Regions from separate parts of the Mus musculus genome. Here all the other regions are linked to region 4. A link is a contact called in public Hi-C data. All regions are on one chromosome and are shown on one strand. The core of a region is the stretch at or near the end of the contact, and the rest is flanking DNA. Distances in the headings are between cores, read along the strand shown. Region 1 overlaps Gria1 (glutamate receptor, ionotropic, AMPA1 (alpha 1)). Region 2 has its middle 72 kb from the start of Gm39826. Region 3 has its middle 140 kb from the start of Gria1. Region 4 holds the start of Gria1 (glutamate receptor, ionotropic, AMPA1 (alpha 1)). Region 5 overlaps Gria1 (glutamate receptor, ionotropic, AMPA1 (alpha 1)).

The links. A called contact is a pair of places that touch in the nucleus more often than the background predicts.
Region 1: a contact with region 4 is called in a Hi-C map of uterus, with 2.0 times the contacts expected there. The contact joins the enhancer-like site here to the promoter of Gria1 in region 4. A contact is called at or near these places in 2 of 39 promoter capture datasets (the 3T3-L1 cell line and hippocampal neurons), 7 of 484 Hi-C or Micro-C datasets (adipose-derived mesenchymal stem cells, cerebral cortex, cortical neurons and 4 more) and 3 of 115 datasets of contacts at active chromatin or transcription factors (craniofacial prominence, embryonic forebrain and forebrain).
Region 2: a contact with region 4 is called in a Hi-C map of cortical neurons, with 2.6 times the contacts expected there. The contact joins the enhancer-like site here to the promoter of Gria1 in region 4. A contact is called at or near these places in 2 of 484 Hi-C or Micro-C datasets (cerebral cortex and cortical neurons), 2 of 115 datasets of contacts at active chromatin or transcription factors (VIP interneurons and forebrain) and 1 of 9 other capture datasets (adipose tissue).
Region 3: a contact with region 4 is called in a Hi-C map of cortical neurons. The contact joins the enhancer-like site here to the promoter of Gria1 in region 4. A contact is called at or near these places in 2 of 39 promoter capture datasets (the 3T3-L1 cell line and hippocampal neurons), 2 of 484 Hi-C or Micro-C datasets (both in cortical neurons), 1 of 115 datasets of contacts at active chromatin or transcription factors (forebrain) and 1 of 9 other capture datasets (adipose tissue).
Region 5: a Hi-C map of cerebral cortex shows a contact between it and region 4, with 2.7 times the contacts expected there. The contact joins the enhancer-like site here to the promoter of Gria1 in region 4. A contact is called at or near these places in 1 of 39 promoter capture datasets (hippocampal neurons), 1 of 15 datasets of contacts at CTCF or cohesin (the NIH/3T3 cell line), 3 of 484 Hi-C or Micro-C datasets (cerebral cortex, cortical neurons and ventral hippocampal neurons) and 2 of 9 other capture datasets (adipose tissue and liver).

What each region holds. Positions count from the first base shown.
Region 1 is chr11:57,200,170-57,202,869 of GRCm38.p6, reverse strand. Gria1 (glutamate receptor, ionotropic, AMPA1 (alpha 1)) reads right to left here. Exons shown (of 16, transcript NM_001113325.2): 5 at 1,691-1,744. Among named protein-coding and RNA genes, the nearest start is that of Gria1, 190 kb to the right of the region's middle. Within about 2 kb of position 1,434, at least 9 of the 459 cell types and tissues checked have an H3K27ac peak or open chromatin away from gene starts, as enhancers often do. A contact at or near this core is called in uterus, where this site is marked.
Region 2 is chr11:56,797,237-56,799,936 of GRCm38.p6, reverse strand. No RefSeq gene overlaps it. Among named protein-coding and RNA genes, the nearest start is that of Gm39826, 72 kb to the right of the region's middle. Within about 2 kb of position 1,401, at least 4 of the 459 cell types and tissues checked have an H3K27ac peak or open chromatin away from gene starts, as enhancers often do. A contact at or near this core is called in cortical neurons, where this site is marked.
Region 3 is chr11:56,870,115-56,872,814 of GRCm38.p6, reverse strand. No RefSeq gene overlaps it. Among named protein-coding and RNA genes, the nearest start is that of Gria1, 140 kb to the left of the region's middle. Within about 2 kb of position 1,319, at least 7 of the 459 cell types and tissues checked have an H3K27ac peak or open chromatin away from gene starts, as enhancers often do. A contact at or near this core is called in cortical neurons, where this site is marked.
Region 4 is chr11:57,010,221-57,012,920 of GRCm38.p6, reverse strand. It overlaps Gria1 (glutamate receptor, ionotropic, AMPA1 (alpha 1)), which reads right to left and starts at 1,303. Exons shown (of 16, transcript NM_001113325.2): 1 at 806-1,303. The coding sequence starts at 887.
Region 5 is chr11:57,139,287-57,141,986 of GRCm38.p6, reverse strand. The region is part of intron 2 of Gria1 (glutamate receptor, ionotropic, AMPA1 (alpha 1)); the gene reads right to left. Among named protein-coding and RNA genes, the nearest start is that of Gria1, 130 kb to the right of the region's middle. Within about 2 kb of position 1,371, at least 36 of the 459 cell types and tissues checked have an H3K27ac peak or open chromatin away from gene starts, as enhancers often do. A contact at or near this core is called in the NIH/3T3 cell line, cerebral cortex, cortical neurons and 1 more, where this site is marked.

The sequences.
Region 1 (2,700 bases), core at 185-2,684, 190 kb before region 4:
TTTGATGGTGGCTGTAGTCACTTCAGGAAAGAACTGTGGAGTTCAGAAAAGTGTTAAGCACAGACTTTAGTGCACAACCCAGCAGTCCCCTGCCTCGGTGTATCTCACAAATGTTTTCATACTAGTTCCAAGGTGATAATGACTTAGAAGTCCATCAGCTGTGTAATGGATGTGCAAAACAGGCTCTTTATAATGGACTAGTATTTGGCAATACAAAAGGAATACAAGGTGTTAGAATGTACATTAGTGATTGTGTGGGGCTGGAGGAGCACTGAGTGAGTCATGTAATGACTATCGATAAGCATGGATCTTTTGCTGGGTGGTGGTGATGAAGTGTTTAAAATGAAGGTGTGATAACTTCATAACCCCAGAAATATACACATAACCATAGAATTGGAGCCCCATAAGTTAGTGTGTGGTATTGTGTAGTCTATGGATTTAATACTAAGAAAGTCTCTAAAACATGAATCTGAATATAAAAGAATATTGCATTTGACTACGGAGAATAAGAGCTAGAAGCATCAACATCTATGACATAAAAGATAAAAATGGGAACCATGACACAGGAAAACCAGACCTGACAGAAAAGACATTTGCCAAGGAAAACTTAGATGGATGCAGCATATGTCAAAAGTCTATGCATGCAAAGGATTTGAAAAACCAAACCATCTTTGTGGCATGCAAAATAATAGCACCCAATAAACAGCTGCAGTGTGCTAAAGTGAAAACATTTTTTAAGACACAGGCTTATCCAGACTGTATAAAATGAAAGAAAAAAAAACCAACCAAAAAACCTCTCTAAATTGATATTAATATAGGACATACTGTAAGATGGTTCCTGGCTAAGGATTTGTCAATTTTAACATAATTAAGATTTACATGTCTGAACTCCTGAGTAGTAAAACAACCATTATGTCCAAAACCACTTGGATCCAGACATTTAACGTCTATTCCAAGATGTGGTGATTTTTTTCCTCACTCCGGAAGCCAGAGCTGTTAAGAGGGTGCTAGAATGAAGGCTAAGGAAGGGCCTGCCCTCCAGCTTCCAGCAAGCTCCCTCCTAAGGACAGCTAGAAGTTCACAGGAAGTGCACTGCAGTTTGAAAGGGAACTTGTGACCACTGTCATGGTCAGCTTCAACTGTGGACTTGGCACAACCTTTCGTCTCCTGGGAAGAGCGTTTCAGTGAGAAACTGTCTGCATTGGCTTGATTTCTGGGCACATCTGTGGGGGATTCTTTCTTAAGGATTGCTGGGGGAAGCCCCAGCCCACCGTGGGTGGCACTGTTGCCTAACCAGGGGTCCCTGAACTTAATAAAAGTGGGGAAGTTGTGCTGAGCACACACAAGGGAGTCAGGCTATGTCCATTTCTCTCTGTTCCAGCCTGGATGGGTTGCGAGCAGCTGCTTCAAGTTCCTTCCTTGACCTCCTCACAGCCTGGAACTGGAAGCTGAAACAACAGCCTTTGTCCCTTAAGTTACTTTTTGACAGGGTGCTCCCCCTCCCTCCACAGCAACAGAAAAGAAACCAGAGCAGAAGGGTGGAGGGAAAGAGTTACATTTGGTGTCTCTGAGACTTAGCGATGCTGATGCCGCAGCGGATCGCCCCTCCCTCCACATGGTTTACATCAGGTAGGAGTGACGCAAGTTCAGGCTAGGCACGGGACTGGACAGCTTGTCCTGCTCTACTCACCAGGTTGGCGAGGATGTAGTGGTACCCGATGCCGTTCTTTTCTAGCTTCACAATCTGGAAGACACAACGAGAGGGTACTCATCAGTCACACCGACAGCTCCAGTGACGAAAGCAGCGACAAGAGCAGCTGATGTCCACCAGCTACTTGCAACATGACTTCTCTGCCCTGATCACACAAGCCCGGAGCATCCATACCACATGCTGACGGTGATACTGTTAGCAACTGTGAGAGATGAGGACGAGTCACACAGAGTAGCTCAAGCTCCTTCATATGGTGCAGCTATGCAAAGGTGAATGCAGGATCTGAAATCACTGTTGCCTGATTGGCAGGATTACCACCACAACCCCAAGGAGGGAGCCTGAGTCCTCACTGCACTCTTTCCATAAAGCTTCCCTCACAGGAGGTGTAGGAATCTTACGTTTTATGGAATTGGCTGTTACTCACGGTGGCATGTGACAGGGCTGCTCAGGTGGTCACTTGGGCATGAAACCACATGCAGACACCATCTCTGCTTTCTGCCTCTGAACTCTGTGTTCTCCTACCTAAGTGATTTAGCACTCAAATATCAAATAGATCATTTAACATGAACATTGGGAGGGAAGACTGATCTACTTTCTTCAATCCCTCATTGTATTGGATGGAATTGGCCTGAAGTGGGCAAATGATTTTCCCAGACCCCTGTGTGGTCTGCTGGTAACCAAAGGACAGAGGTCTCTGATGCCAAACACTCTCTGCATAGCACCAGATTGCTTTTAAGGGAAACAGCTAGGTTTCCCAAACCCTCCCTGTCTTAATTTTTGTTTTGTTACTTGACTGTGCATTTCTGTTTATGTGCACAAGTATACACATAAGCGTGTGTGGGGGCACACATATGTGTGCATGCATGTAGAGGCCAGAGGTTGATGGCAGGTATCTTACTCAGCTGTTTGCATCTTATATATTGAGGCAGAATCTCTCACTTGAAGCAAGAGCTTGCCAAGACAGCTAGTGTAGCTATCCAGCATGCCCT
Region 2 (2,700 bases), core at 152-2,651, 210 kb after region 4:
GGCCACTTGAGACTCTAGAAAGGATGCTTTCCAACCTGTCGAGCTGCCTGTAGGCTGTTCAGTGTGTCCCTGGTTTTCAGCGTTCATTAGATTTTACCCACACCATGGTGGGCTTTGGTGATACAGTGGTCTCTGAGCAATTTCTGCTCCTGTAAGCAGTTCCTCACCCACCCACATTCCTATAAGTAATTCCAATAAATCATTGGCTCACCAAGTTGGAGCTTGGTAATATTGATCAACAATTGTCTATATGTGGTGAGCAGACATTTGTTCATACAACTCCAGGAATAATGTCACACACCAGTAAAATATAGAGGTGAATCCAAGCAGACTGTTTGTTGAGAAACAGACAAAGAGGAGTGGCAGGTGATTTGTGGGATTTTACTTTATTACTCAGCCCATGAGAAAAAGAATGGAGGGACCTGTCTATAAAATCTGTTTTTGTATTGCTGCAGCACACCCTGCCATTCTTAATCTGTTGTCTACAGCCAACTTTGCAAAGTCATAAAATAATTTGCTCTTGCTTCTGAGTGTCCAGTGATCTTATTATGGAGAATGTATGATCTTATTATGGTGTGTGTGTGTGTGTGTGTGTGTGTGTGTGTGTGTGTGTGTGTGTGTTTCTTCATTCCTAATGAATCATGGGCCAAATCACTTCATCTGCCACTAAAACTAATTATTCAGTCTTTGGTAGTTAGCTGTGTGCTGTCTGGTTCCATTTGGAAACGCCAGTGTTGCTTTGAAAGAATCCCTTAGATCTCTACCTTTGGGTGAGTAGGCCAATCCAGGATAATCCCTCTGCATGTGGTAAACACAGGACTGAAATTCTTGAAGGTGAATGGAACATCAAAAAGAGGACAGAGTTTCTAGAGGTAGGGACCACATCTAAGTCAGGCTTTGGAAAACATAATGATTGGACAAAAGCCACAGAAAAAGACAATGAAAGGGAATGAAAGTCAGAGCTCAAGATGGTGTTACTGGTATCATGATTTGTGTTCATTGGAAAGCTGAGGCAGAGAGTTGTGAGTTCAACGGCATCCTGGACTACATTTGTTTCAAAACAAAACTAAACCACACCCCCCCACACACACACACTATACACACACACACACACACACACATACTTACCATACAAACATGGTTTTGTCTCTACAGAAGTTAAAATTATGAAATGTTGCCTAGGAGAAAAAGGTTTCTCAGCTTGAATTCTTAGAAACGATTCACTCTACAGCTGCTTGTGCTTATAAACTTCCCTAATTAGGGGAGGAAGAAAGAGAGGAAATAGCTTGAAAGGAGAAGAAGGCAGAGATGCAGTGAAGTCCAAACTTCTTACAGAGCCAAAATGGTCTGGCTGCTGTGTAATTGGCTGACTAAGCCAAGAGAAGCTGCAGACAATAGCTGTGATGGGGAGGATCACAGCTGCACAGCATCCCTGAAGCTCCTGAGAACCACACCAGGGAAGTGGCCCCCTCTGGAGCATCCCTTGAAAGCTTCTGGTCCCTTTCAGGGGCCTCCTAAGATTTGCTGCCTAAGAGAGAACTGGGCTCAGTCTGTGTGGAAAAAAAATCTATGCCTTAGGATGGCTAGAATTCAATGACTAATTTCCTAACATGTTATTAAGCCATGTTCAATATAGCCAAAAATATTATTTTAACATCTGAGTATCCAGACAGAGCTCGGAGCAGAATATTTTCAGAGGGTTTTTCTAATAAAGGTTGACATTGTGATTTGTCCATAGATTGTTACTGTTTCCTTTACAAAATTGAAAAAAAAAACAACAAAAACATCTCTAAGGCTATTGAGAAGTCCGTATTATGTGGATTGATTTATAATAGACCAAACCACACACAATAAACCAGTAATTGAATCTAGCACACCCTGAGTATCCGTTTTCACTCTGCCTCCAGGCTGAGCATATGATGCGGCCTTAAAGTTTTAAATAAATGACAAAATGCTTAAAGTGGCCTAATGTAATAGTGGCCTGGGCAGTAATAGGAACAAGCTCACCTCTCTGGCACTTGATACTCACTGTAGAGGGGAGAAAGTATTTTTGTGATTAATAATGTTTGGGGGTCAATATCACAGCTATCACCAGGCAAATAGTTTTTGACATTGAAGTTATTCTCTAAATACCAGAAACCAGAGTCTTATTGTGACTCCTGCTCTGCTTATCATGAGCTCTATGAAGCTACGCAGACTCTCGCTCTCTGGGCCTTGGTCTTTCCATTTAAAACATCGAACTAAAAGACTAAATGAATTTCAATCACAATTAAGCCAGATTGATCAAAACCATCTATACTATAATCTGGCTTAGCCAAAACACTCCTGAGTGTGCCCCAAGGACTCTCAATGAACATCTCACCTAGATGCTCACATATGTGTGCTTGTACTAGAACTCACCACAATGGTTAAGTTATGGAACCAGCCTAGATGTCCATCAGCAAAAGAGTGGATAATGAGAATGGGGGCTGAATCCACATTGGAGTCTCATTCAGCCACAAGGAAGAACAGCATTGTACTGTGTTTCAGGATAAATGAAAACAAATGGAAGCCATCATATTACATAATATAATCTAAATGCAGAAAAACAAATGTCATGTTTTCTCATTTTGGAATCCTTGATTTTGGTTACACACAGAAACACACACAGACACACACGCGCATGTGTAATCTGATGTGAAACAGAAGTGAGTCTGTGGG
Region 3 (2,700 bases), core at 70-2,569, 140 kb after region 4:
TTCATTTTGGCTTATACCTGAGGCCATATGTTCCATCATGACTGGGAAGGCATTGGGGCAGGAGCATCTGGTGGCTGATCATCAGGTATCTGTAGTCACAAAGCAGACAGTGAACAGGAAGTGAGGTCAGGCTATAAGGTCTCAAGCTCCACCTCCAGTGGATCCACTTCCTACAGCAAGGCGCTGCCTTCTAAATGTGACACTGCCTTCCCAAACAGTGCTACAGGCTGTGGGGCAACTGTTCAACTCATGAACCTGTTGAGGGTTTTGTATCCAAACCACCACAGCCCCTGTCTTGCTACATTCATTTCCTGTGAATTATGGGCATTCCTAAACATATCTAACCTGCAAAATGACCCACATAACTCATAAAATGAAAAATTGCTATATCTGATACCCACAGAAACTGACTCATAGGACCTTAGTGGGTCATTTGTGAGGGGGGAAGGGGTATATCTGAAGAGACCAGGTAATTCTGATAACTGATTGTTCATAAATGACTGAGTTTGATGAGGTTTTAAAAGCCTCTTTGTGGCTTCAATGCCATAGATTTCTACCATATGTTCTGTTCCTGTTTTTCTTGTAAATACCCCTGAGATTACAGCCTATTAAATCAATAACAGCCTCATGTGAACACATTTAATAGCTTGTTTTTCTTTCGACTGAAGGACGCTTCACACAGGATGTGGAGGAAGAGTCAGATGGATCTGGATGAGACTTGAGGAGGAGTCCTCTTCTAAGAGATGCCACAGAGTCCAGGGGACCAGGAGTGACCCTTGGTTTAACTAAAAACAACAGGAAGTTGCCTTTAATCAATTTGAAAATAAATGGAAGTGTGTACCGGAGCAGCCTCTCTTTGAAGAGATGTCAGAAACACTTTCAATCTTTTATCTTCTTGAAAACAGCAGGAGGAGCGCCACTGGAGTCAGCCCTGTAATTTCTGCTCAGTAATTATACCTGTCACCATTTCCGACAGAGGGGATATAAATAACCAGTTACCTTCCTCTTTCTGCTTCTCTTCTGCATTATTCTTTCTCCAGCCACAGACTCTGGTGGCTGACACTAATGTCCATGCAGAACACTGAGTGTCCACAGCCAGTGTGCTCTTAGACAGGAGGCTAGAGTCTTCAAAAGCAGCATGCATTTAACTGGGGGATGCTCTATTTTCACAGAATTCTGGATTTCTAAGATTTATGCTAAGTGACAGGCACCAAGAGGAGGGGTCTGGTTTCTATTTCTATTCCACTACCAGTAGGATGTGCATGCGTGTGAATATTTTCTGCACTGTGTGTGCTATTACACCCACGTATCGGTCACTTTAATGTTCTAGTGACTCATTAGGAAGAAGATGGAAGCTTCTGGGAGGGAGATTAACCATTTCAGATCCTCTCCTCAGGACCAGAGACAGCAGAATTGTGCTCCAGGGTAATTCCTTGTTGGAATTCTATTAATATTTTTCCTTAGTCTCATAGTCTTTTGACTCTGCTGTGACTTGGAACATAAATATTTCTTCAAAGCTTATCCTTTTTGGCCACCCCGTGCTATTGCTTAAAGGTTCTGGACCTTTTAAGAAGTGAGGACTAGTGGGGGAAGTTAGGGCACTGATATTGTTGACAGGAATAAGTAAGACCTTATCCACCTCTTTCCTTTCCTTTCCTTTCCTTTCCTTTCCTTTCCTTTCCTTTCCTTTCCTTTCCTTTCCTTTCCTTTCCTTTCCTTTCCTTTCCTTTCCTTTCCTCTCCTCTCCTCTCCTCTCCTCTCCTCTCCTCTCCTCTCCTCTCCTCTCCTCTCCTCTCCTCTCCTCTCCTCTCCTCTCCTCTCCTCTCCTCTCCTCTCCTCTCCTCTCCCTCCCTCTCTCTCCTTTCTGTCTTTCTGTCTTTCTTTCTTTCTTTCTTTCTTTCTTTCTTTCTTTCTTTCTTTCTTTCTTTCTTTCTTTCTTTCTTTTTCTCATTCCTTCCTTCCCTCCTTTCTTCCTCCCTCCTCCTCCTCCTGCTCCTCCTCCTTTCAGACCACAATAAGGTAAGCCACATTTCTGCCATCATTTCCTACCACATCACAAGACCAAAACAACTGGCCAATGAACAAAATCTCCAAAACCATGAGCCCCAAATGAACTTTTCCTCCTTCGATTTATTTTCTTGGGTATTTAACCAGTCATAAAAAAATCTTGCTAACACAGGCTTCTTTTACAGAAGAATAAATTACAAAATAAAATAAATGACATCAATTATTTTGGCTTCTACTACAAGAAAGGTACTATAAGACACAGAAGATGGGATTTGGAGCCAGATGTGAAAACTCAGATTCTGGCTCTTCTATTTACTGTGCTGACCTTGGCTGAGAGAATAGAAGAACACTCTTTGTCTTAGTCTCCATGCCTGTTCAGTGGGGTATGATAGCTAGCGCCTGTCTTAGAGATTTATGGGACCACATGTGTATAGACCTTATATTAGCTGTCAAGATTATTTCTAAACTCCAGTGCCCTCAAAATTTCATGAATATGTGAATATCTGGGTCCTACCCACTTTTATTTCTGCTTTCTAAGGTTCACAGTCTTTCAGATAGCTTGCATTTCTTCCTTTTTTTTCAACATAATAATTTTGTTGATTACTTGGGATTTCACATAATGTATCCTTATCACACTCACCTCCTCGTTCTCCCAGGTCTGCTCCTCCACTCTTGTGACCTCCCTTCACCAAA
Region 4 (2,700 bases), core at 54-2,553:
CAGAGCACTCAAGAGGATGGGGAAAAGGTGAGAGAAAAGGCAGGCTAGGAAGTTCCAGGATCAGGGAATGAGGGGCACAGCCCAGCATGGCAGAAGGGAAAAGGAAGATAGCGAGGGGGTCCGTAGAGCTCTGGCTACTAAGTAAGGCCTGGGACTTCTCAGCAAATGCAATCAACCTAGCATCCACCACTGCTTCCTGAAGAGGGGTCTCTTACCCCTCCCCCAGCCAGACATCACTGTCATCCCCATCACTCCGGCTACATGTGCACATTTAATATATAATCACAACACACATACGCCCACCTTACATATTTATATAAATCAACCAGAACACCCCCCTAGTCAGAGTTAACTCCTTAAGCACTCTGAACCCTGTTTCAAGCGCAGTCTGCTTATATTTTTCCCTCTCTGGAACAGAGAAATGCTCCTCCATTTCAGGCACTCATGCCTGCTGCTTGGAGTGCGCGGTGTGTGTGCACCTGTGTGTGTGCGCGCACACACACGAGAGAGAGAGAGAGAGAGAGAGAGAGAGAGAGAGAGAGAGAGAGAGAGAGAGAGAGAGAGAACACACTTCCACGGTGCCCCTCGCAGCATCAGATGAGGATGAAACCCCCTTTCCCAGACTGGCGACCCAAGTCTTCCTCCCTTCCTGGTGTTCCATTGCTAAGCACAACAGCTCCGACTGAGAATGGGTTGAGAAATCTCCCCTCCAAATAAAAAAAAAGAAAAAAGAAAAAGAAAAAAACGAAAAAGAAAATCCTGGCCAGATCCCCAAAGTCCCTCCCCAGCTGCCCCTCTCACTCACCTATCTGGATATTGTTGGGGAAATTGGCACCCACAACCGCACCTAGAAAACCGGTGCAGAAAAAGGCAAAGATGTACGGCATATTCCTTTTTACATTGGCGAAAAAGAAGCCCTGGTCCAACCATAGATTTGGTCTTCCCTCCCCTCCCTTTGATTCTTCTGGATGCTCTGCCGGCTCTTTTCTTCCTGCAATTCCTTGCTTGCTTCTTTCCTTCCTCCCTTCCTTCTGTGAGGTTTCTCTTGTTTCTCTTGGAAGGGGAGCCGAGCAGTTAAACTGCAGCGTTAACACCGACTGACAGCCAGATTAACTGAGCCGGGAGCAGCCCGTCCTCATGCTTGGAGCGCTAGCTCGCTCCCCCTCTCCCTCTGCTCTCCTCCTCTTCTCTAGCAGCCAGCCTCTCTCACCCTCCCGTTCTCTCTCTCTCTCTCTCTCTCTCTCTCTCTCTCTCTCTCTCTCTCTCTCTCTCTCTCTCTCTCTCTCTCTCTCTCTCTCTCCTCCTCTCCTCTCCTCTCCCCCTCACACTCTCACAGACTGCCAGCTCACTATGCTGATACCCAGGAGCCAGCTCGGAGTTCCTGCATTGGTCTCCCCAACCCATCACCCCTGCCTCTCCATCCTCACCTCACTTTTCCCCCTGTGGGTGCAGAGGATGGAGGGGAAGAAGGAGGGAGGGTGGAGGGTGCTTTCTCCAAAGGGGGCAACCCACTGTCCCCTTCACCTCCCCCACCTTCCTCTGCCTCTCTCTCTCTCTCTCTCTCTCTCTCTCTCTCTCTCTCTCTCTCTCTCTCCCTCCCCCTGCCAGGGGATAAGATGCTTTTGGGAATGCGGGTTCAATTGCAAGTCAGTAGGTGGCAGGGGGTCCCCACAATAGCCCTGGATTCACCAGCTGCTTGATCTAGGTCACTTTCTCTAGTAGTGCACGCACGGGTTGCGCTGGATATATCTTCTACACTCCACTGGCCCAATTATTCCTACAACTAATTCCCAAGGGGGAGACCCTAGAAATCCCTCTCCAGAAATTTAAAGGAAAGACTGTGAGAAAGGCATACAACAGTAGCTTCGGTGTGACTGGCCTGTGCTTGGACCTGGATGCTAGCAGCCCCTTCCATCTTTAGGAGAGGCACGGTGGCCTTTTTGCAACCATAGGTATTTGAACTTGTCCTCCCCCCTCCCCTTTTTTTTTCTTGCAGGGTGCAGGAATCTATAACAGCAGAGTTGTGTGGGTGGGTGAACAAGAAGATTCAGGGTACGCACACAGGGCAATTACATGAGTCATTTTGCGCTGATTCCAGTCGGAGGATGCAGGCTGCCTTCACTTATAACTCAGATTGTTTGTGTCCAGGAGAAGCTGGGCCTCTGTGGACCCTGCTGGACTGCAGCTGGCTCGGAGATACCCAAGAGAGATGTGTGCACAGAATGATGGCATGGGCTGTGGGGCAGCCATTGATAACAGCTAGGGCTATCTTCCTGGAGTCATCCGTCTGTCCTCCCACTCAGAAATGACCATGGCTCCTGGGATTCACTCATGAAGACACCCAGTGAGGCCTTGAACTTTTAAATATTGTTGCTATATTTTTAAGTGTGTGTGTGTGTGTGTGTGTGTGTGTGTGTGTGTGTGTGAATGCCATGACGTTTGAGTGGAGGTGAGAGGACAACTTGTGGGATTTGCTTCTCCTACCATGTGGGACCAGGGATTGAACCCCGGCCATCAGGCTTAGCAGCAGGTGTCTTTACTGGGCTCAGCCATCTCACTGGCCCTGGCCTTGTGGACTTAAAGGCTTTAGTTGTCGTGGGTAGACCCTCTGACCTGGATAAGATGCTTACCTAGCCCAGAGACTTGCAGGGAAAGCAAGCTTCACTTGTTCCCCAGTTGGAAGAACCAAAACGACTTTGG
Region 5 (2,700 bases), core at 122-2,621, 130 kb before region 4:
TGTGTGTGTGTGTGTGTGTGTGTGTGTGTGTAAAGAGGGCATCAGATCTCTGTGAGCTGAAGGTACGGGAGGTTGTAAGCTTCCTGACATGGTTGCTGGGAACCGAATATGGACACTCTGTTAGAACAGCAAGCACTCTTTTTTTTTTAAGTAATTTTTTTATTGCGTATTTTCCTCAATTACATTTCCAATGCTATCCCAAAAGTCCCCCATACCCCCCCCCCCGTACTCCCCTACCCACCCATTCCCACTTTTTGGCCCTGGAGTTCCCCTGTACTGGGGCATATAAAGTTTGCGTGTCGAATGGGCCTCTCTTTCCAGTGATGGCCTACTAGGCCATCTTTTGATACATATGCAGCTAGAGTCAAGAGCTCTGACACCATTGCATACACTAGCAAGCGTTTGCTGAAAGGACCCTGATATAACAGCAAGCACTCTTAAGGTGTCAGACATCGCTGCGGTCTCAACTTGTTAATCTTGTTCTTTCTCCAGCTTTCTCGTGGCAGCCAACAAACTATCTGCTCGGAAGGTTGGATGGGTCATCAACCAAGAAATTTACATTTAAAGTCCAATTTTACTACTTAGCAATCAGCATGTAGTTTTCAGTGTTTATTATAATGAATTTTTGTGATGCTCTTAAGAAAAGGGAGATTTCAGCCTTCTTGAGGGGTCAAATGAACGGACCTGAAATGAGTTCTGCAACTTCCTAGCCATGCAATGTTGAGTGAGTGAGAGCCTTACCAGCAGTGGACAGACTTACACATGCTTGCACATACTTACAGTCAGCCATCAGACTGAGGTCTCAGACACCTATGCATGAGTTAGGGGAAGGATTAAAGGACCTGAAGGGGATGGCAATCCCATAGGAAGACCAACAGCACCAAGTAGCCTGGACATGTGTAGCAGAGGACTGACTACCTTGTCTGGCACCAATGGGAGAGGATTCGCCTAATCCTGTAGAGATTCGATACCCTAGAGAAGGAGGGATGCCTGGGGCGGGGGCTGCTCTCTCAGAGGTGAAGGGGAGAGAGGATGGGGTGAAGAACTTTGAGAGGGGGAACATTGAGGGTGTAAATAAAAAACAATTTAAAAAGATCCCTTAGTTTCTTGAACATATTCATATATATCTGTGGAAAAAGTGACACGTGCTAAACACGTGCTTCATAGGAGAGGGATGTGTATGTCTACAATCTAGAGACCTAGGAAGGTGATGGCTGATGCAATGGGTAGGATCAAGACCACAGAGCTGGATGGCAAAGGTAGACCACAGTGAATATTTTCTAAGAAAAAAGCCAGTTGCTGATGACACACAGTGTCTTTGGGGCCTCATAGGCTTCCCGGTGCTAAGGAGAGAGGAACGATGTAAATGCTCTCAGCTGCCTGGAATGCTAAAGGGTTTTCGATTCCATGATGACTAACAGCAAGAAGAGGCAGTTTCTGGGAAAAGCAGAAAGGAAACAAAGAAGTAGAGCGGGGTGGGGGCTGGGAGTGAGTGGGGCGGGGGAGGAAAGCAGGACTCATAGCCTAGGAACAAAACACCGACTACTCCCCCCAGATCCAGACTGGTGCCCATCACATCATGTGCGTAGGCGTGTCTGATACGCACACACTGATTTTTGTAGGAACCTGAGGTGTGGAGGGAGGCGTCTTTCTGCAGAAGACAAATAAGACTAATGGACTGAAAGTACAGAGGGGGAGAAACACTCTGTCAGTCACTTTGGTTAAATGTGTGATGGCTGTGTTCGAAGATGCTTCCAGAACTGCTCCTGCCAGCGCACCGTCCTCAGCCACCTAGGCGCTTGCTTTGGTGCTGTCTTCTTGCAGGGGCTGCCTGGTGTGAATCAAAGAGAATCACATTAGGAAGAGACTGGCTGAGACAGCATGGTCTGGAACAAAAAATTTCACTGAGAGATGGAGATGGAAAGAAAAAAAGAGTTTAGTCCCCAAAGGAGGACTGACGGCAGGAATACTAATTTGCTGCAGCCTTCCTCAGCCAAAGAGTAGTGACTTCCTTGAAATTCAGATGCACACAAGACCATGAGGATCCTAAATAAGCCACTGCTCGTTGAGTCCAAGAGTTCTCTTTTGCAGCTGAAGGAATGGGGCTGATATTTAGGGATTTAGAAAGAAGGAATGTACAGGGTCCAACTGCAAATGTTTCCATGCTAATACCATACCTGGGAAGTTGTTTTGGGTTCTGCCATGTGAGGTTGCTATGTGAGGAAGCTTGCAGGGGATGCTGGGAGTTGGGGTGGGCATTCTCCTTGGTGCAGAGAGAGGGAAGGTATCCCCTTATGGTTTATGAAAGGTTCTTTTCTTCTGAGGAAGTATTAACCAGCCATTTGTCTTGTTCTCTTACCTGTTATCCTGTTTGTCAGTGGTTCAATAAGCCTTGTCTGTATTAAGGCCTGCAGATACTAGGTGGTGTGGACCCTAGGCTATTTAGGGTGCTTAACACAACCTTCTTAATGAAATATTCACGATGAATTACAGGGCATATCCCAATTATCCATTTACACCTAAAGACATATAGGCTGTGGAAGAATAGCTTGCACAAGGCTTCAGCTTGCAGGAACTTAGATGCAAGTCTGAGTCATAAGGCTAAGTGCCCTGGACCATGTTTTCTTATCTATAATATGAGAATGACCAATCACCTCCTCTTCAAAGTCTCATATTTCCAAAACTCCCCCAGGAGGACCA